2 separate regions of the Rattus norvegicus genome follow, and region 2 is linked to region 1. Evidence: chromatin contacts called from public Hi-C data. All regions are on one chromosome and are shown on one strand. Each heading gives the region's core, a stretch centred on a gene start, on an enhancer-like site or on the middle of the called end of the contact. The rest is flanking DNA. Distances are from core to core; before and after follow the strand shown.

The links. A called contact is a pair of places that touch in the nucleus more often than the background predicts.
Region 2: a contact with region 1 is called in a Hi-C map of kidney, with 5 times the contacts expected there. The contact joins two enhancer-like sites. A contact is called at or near these places in 2 of 12 Hi-C or Micro-C datasets (kidney and liver).

Annotation. Positions count from the first base shown.
Region 1 is chr17:13,295,945-13,298,644 of GRCr8, reverse strand. No RefSeq gene overlaps it. Among named protein-coding and RNA genes, the nearest start is that of Gadd45g, 230 kb to the left of the region's middle. Within about 2 kb of position 1,279, at least 22 of the 93 cell types and tissues checked have an H3K27ac peak or open chromatin away from gene starts, as enhancers often do. A contact at or near this core is called in kidney and liver, where this site is marked.
Region 2 is chr17:13,358,203-13,360,902 of GRCr8, reverse strand. No RefSeq gene overlaps it. Among named protein-coding and RNA genes, the nearest start is that of Gadd45g, 170 kb to the left of the region's middle. Within about 2 kb of position 1,327, at least 10 of the 93 cell types and tissues checked have an H3K27ac peak or open chromatin away from gene starts, as enhancers often do. A contact at or near this core is called in kidney and liver, where this site is marked.

The sequences.
Region 1 (2,700 bases), core at 30-2,529:
ACCTTCAGTTGGAACTTCAAAACATTATGCAAGGGTTGATGGGGGAAGAACCTGGGTTCTGTGTTTCCCCTGTTACAGTTGGCTGGCTGACAGCTAGGTGCATACAAAGTTCAGGGCAGGGCAAGCTAAACACCTAGCAGGGGGAATTCTGGGACCCTTGAGAAGAAACAGACCCAAGAGGTTGTAATATGTGGTGTTGTCCACCGTGACAAATACTGCGGTTCACTCTGTTTAAGGAGGAAGGGTTATCACTGGCTCACCGTTTTATTTCAGAAGGTTCAGTCCGTGGCTGCTTGGATCTCTTGCTTTAGTACCAGGGCTGAGGAAGAATGCCGTGAAGAGCAGTGTGTGGAAGACCAAAGCCTCTCACCTTGTGCTGGATGGAGGAAGAGAGAGACAGGAGACAGAGTCAGAGAGAGACAAAGACAGAAAGGCAGAGACAGACCAAGGTCCCACTATCCTTTATCCCTTTTAAGGGTGCATCCCAACGACCTAACTTCTTCCCGTGAGGCTCTCCCTCCTAAAGCTTCGACCGTCTTCCAGTTGTCCCACAGACTAACCACCACCACCACATCTTTTACTGTGAGCCTTTCTAGGACGCTCTACACCTAAACTGTAGCAGCACGGTGACTTGTCCATCATTTCCCAAAGTAGGGCTTGTTAGGTGCTGGCACCATACCCTGTGCATGTGTGCGTGTGCGTATGTGTGTGTACATGCGTGGTGTGTGTGTGTGTGTGTGTGTGTGTGTGTGTGTGTGTGTGTGTCCCTGTGACAATGTGGAGGGCAGGTCTGGGCCACACTGGAGTCCATGTCACTATCTCTGCCCAGTCATACGCGAAGAGTCTCCAGGGAAACACCCTCTCTGTATCTCCCCAAATTAGCCCCTCATTTCTCCAGCCAATGTAGGAGCCTTGGAGGCCATGAGAAAGCCTTTCTTGGTACTTCTGTCATGTGGGAAAGGTCGGGGGAGATTGGCTGGAGGACACCTGGAAGGAGGACCCTGTCTTCAAGTCCTAGAGGGCTTACGTTTATGCTAATAAACGTCAGCTTCTTCAGTCTTTTTCATGGGCCGCTGCCAACAATCCATCCCTCCATCTGGCAGCTGCTGGGTGGTTGCTACTGTGAGCTCATGAGAACAGGCAGATTTCGCTTGGGGGCTAAGGCTTCCCCTGAGAGTTTCCCACATCCATGTGCTTTGAACTGTATCGGGAAGTCACTCTGACACCTGGCAAGTGGGGCACCCATGAGAGCAGATCTCACTGAGGAGACAGAGTCCTGTCCTCCTGCAGTCTAAGGCTGGGTCAAATGTCCCTGGCACTTCCCTTTCCTGTGCACCCCGTGTCTCTTCCTGTTAGGTCACTTTAATTAGTTCCTGCTTGGACATTTTTATCTTTGCTTATCAGGTCTAGAGTAAGGGCTTTGCTCAGCTGGCTGGCTATCCTCTTACATTCTGCCAGTGGTGTGTGTGTGTGTGTGTGTGTGTGTGTGTGTGTGTGTGTGTGTGTGTGTGTGGTGTGTGTGTGTGTGTGTGTGTGTGGTGTGTGTGTGTGTGTGTGTGTGTGTGTGTGTGTGTGTGTGTGGTGGGGAGATAAAAAGAGTCCCACTGGGAGTCAGAAGGACCTTGCTGAGAGGGAAGACAGGACCACCCTCCCCCGTAATCCTTCATTTCCAAATGACTGCAGTGCAGGGTGGATCAGCAGAGGCAGATGTGTGCCCGGCTTGTGTGAAGATGTCTGCTTTCTTACTGTTGGAAGTGTTTTTTCCTGTTTCACTACCCTGTGTTTTTCTTCCCTGCCTGTATTATTTCCCCGGGCTTGTTTCATCCTGTTCCACGTGCCCCATCCTTCTCTTCTGCGGACTTTGAACCGCTTGGCTGGCAGCAGTGTGCTCGTGTCCCTGCCTTGGAGACTGACCACAGCTCACCCGAAATGACCGTCAGCCTCCTCTCCCACAGGGTCCCAGTTGCTTCTGTAAACTCTGAATTTTCTTCTGCCACCCTCCCCTGCAAGGTCAGAATGGATTAGGTAGAAGGATGTGGTCAGTCATTGGTACTTGTGTAGGATTTCCCAGGACCCACGTGGATCCCAGAATCCTCAGATATCACACATCCTGTGTGCTTCAGACCACCCCTGGGCTGCTTGTAAGATTTAATACAAAGTAAAGACTATATGGATGGTTATGCTGTACCATTTAGGGGAGCAGCAGCAAGGAAACTGTCTATACAATAGGCTCTTTCTCTGTTTGTGTCTCTCTCTCCCTCCCTCCCTCTATTCCTGAGACAAAGACTCTCTGTGAAGTCCTGGCTGGTAAGAAATGGGCAATATAAACCAGGCTAGCTACAAACCCCTAGAGATCTGCCTGCCCCTGCCTTCTCAGTACTTGGATTAGAAGTCTGGACCAGCACACTAGGCACAACTTTCTTCCTCTAAGTGTTCTATCCATAGTTAGTCAACTTGCTAGTCCATGTCTATGGAACCTGTGGATGAGGAAGGAAGGCAGTGTCTGAGTCAAGCAAATGACGCCAACAGTTACAACCACCCAATAAGATGCTGCGTGTGAGAAAGACCACACCATCTGGGAAATACTGAGAGGCTAGCTGTCAGTCAAGCCGTCAGCCGAAGGTCTCACACTTGCCCTCTCAGTATCTAAGAGGTAGAGGCAGGAAGATGGCAAGTTTGAGGCCAGCCTGGATTACCCGA
Region 2 (2,700 bases), core at 78-2,577, 62 kb before region 1:
GTACTTACTAGGGTCTCCTTTCTTTCTGCCTAGTTGCCTTCCCGTGTGGGCTGCCCTTCTTAGCCCCACTTTTGCTTTGCCTTATCTCTCTATGGGCTGCTCTTGCGGACAGCAGAAGGCAGGGCTTCTGTTTGCCCCTGCCCTAGCACTTAGCGAATTGCATTAAGGAAGACATGGCTTTGTGAAGGCCACCCCCACGAAGCAGAGAGCCAGCTGGCCCAAAGCCACAAAGAGCCCAGCAGACCACTGGGATCTGCATGGGTTTCAAGTCAATGACTTGTTCCCTCTGAGGCCTCTCAAAGGAGCTGAGTCAGGTGAACCTTGGTATTCCACAAGCTCTTCCACCTCAGAAGGCCCCTTTCTGCAACCTGCTTCAGAGCGGAGTGTCCCTTCCAGAGAGAGAGAGAGAGAGAGAGAGCAGCCTGTCAAAGCGGCTCAAAGTCCTCTAAGGAGCAGAGTGCTTTCTTTACCACACAGTTTGAGCCTGGATCCCTGCCCTCAGATCTCTGCTTCCTGCCCACCTAAGACGCTGGTGATGCAGGCAGAAAAATGGCTAGATGCCAGTGCTTCCGTTTCCGTCTCACAAGGAGCACTCCTACCCTCAGCCGATGACCTCCCCACTGATGGCCGTTTATTGTTTCCTACTATCAGGTTCCCCCCAGCTGTGGCAGCTGAAGTTCAAAGCTTTCTCCTCATAGTACACTGTGTCCTTGGAGGGCAATCGGCAGAGCTGATTAATGCTTGCTGGGTGGTTCCCGCAGCTGGCGGGGCCCCACGTGGGGGTCTCTGAGACAAGTAGGAATCTGCCAGGAAGAAGCCGTCGGTCATTTCCTGGGCTGCGCTGTCAGCCTTGGGTGTTGCAGACTTCTGCAGACCCAGGAGATGAAAATCATGTGGGCAATCTCGTCCCCCATGCACCACCCACTCGTCTCCTGGGCTGTCTACACCACACAAGACAAAGGTCTATGGACCGTCAGGCTCTGACCTCACCCACTTACGGAGGACCGTGAACATCCTTGATCTATGTGTCTGTGTTACCCGATCTCAAACACCGACAGACAGTGAGGAATGACTCCCTGCTTGGGGACACGATGCAGCAGTCAGTCAGTCAGAATGGAATTCTGGAGCTGCGGCCAGACAGTGCTCAGTGAAAACGGCAATTAGTGGGTAGACAGAAAAGCCTCGTCACCTGGGCCTGGTGCTTGGGGAACTGCTGAGCTGCTCTCGTCATGCACGGAACCTCACATAGGGGTGGCTCAGGCTGAGATCATGGCGGGCCACGCACCTGACACACAGCCTGCCCGGACAGTGACTGTTGTAGCGTCTGGCTAGACGGAGTGTGGTCCAGGGGGAGAGGCTTTGGCCGCATGGTATGACTGTAGAGGCAGTTACTCAGGGCGGAACGCCACATGGCAGGGACTTGCACGGCAGGCAGCTGGACAGTTGACGGGCATCTCCACAGGACAGACTTTGTGCACGGTGAAGCAATATTTAGCCATTGCCTACTGCATGCCCTGAGAAGGAATCTCAACTTACTGCCAGCAGCCTTTCTCAGAGAGGGTATTCAGCCATAATTCAGAGGCCACCTTGAAGGCATGGGTGAACTCTCTCCCTTTTAAAAATCTGCATGCGAGTCTTACAAAACACATGAAAGCAACCTCAGGAGATTGCAGAGGGCGGACATTCTTCCCTGGGCAGGGTCATCTCAAGAATTCGATCTTCTCTTAAGAGTGGACATGGGAGAGAAAGCAAGGAAAGACACACAACAGCTAAGTTGTGTTGGTGGGTGGGGCACTGGGTCCTGTTTGTCCATCACTGTGGGGGACGTTTCTTAAACACAGTCACCCTGTGGGTGCGTCCCTATCTCCTCTGAAGGTAGGGAAGGCCGCTCCATCATCACAGCTACACAGCACCTTTGAGGCCGCCGGAGATGCTGTGGCAGAGAGGGCAATGTGTTTCCTTTTATGGAAACCCAGCGGCCATCTTGTGAGGAATCAGAAGCCACTTCGACCTGACTGAATTCCTGACCCGTGAGAATAAAGGGGGTTGGTAGAGGGTGGCAAGTTCAGAGCCATGGAGTAGATAATCTTCCAACCTCTAGGGGGAGGCATTCGGGGTATAGGAACACCACCAGAGGCACCATGCTGACTGGAAGTAGGCTCCTAAGAGGCAGGAAGTGGGCTCCAAGGTGGCAGGAAGTGGGCTTCAAGGTGGCAGGAAGTGGGCTCCAAGGTGGCAGGAAGTGGGCTTCAAGGTGGCAGGAAGTGGGCTACAAATGGCAGAAGTGGGTTCATGGGCACCACATTCCTTTTACTTATTTCTCTTCATGTGTGCACACGTGTGTCTATGTGTCTGCAGGTCAGAGATCAACCTAGAATATCGTTCCAGGAGCGTTGTCTTTTTTTTTTTTTTTTTTGAGATAGGACTTCTCATTTTCCTTTGAGCTGACTAGAGCAGGCTGGCAGTCATGTGATTCCCCAAGGCTCTTCCTGTACCCGCCTCTCCTGAGTTGGAATTACCAGCACATGTATGTCTCTACTGTGCAGGTTTATAGATGGGGATCACACTCAAGTGCTGAGCCTTGTATCCAAGCACTTGACTGAGCCATCTTCTTAGCCCTTGGCACCACTTTCTGCTTTCATTTTCTTCAGCTCTGTGATTCTTTGTTACAACTGACTGGGAAATCAGTGAGGGCTTACT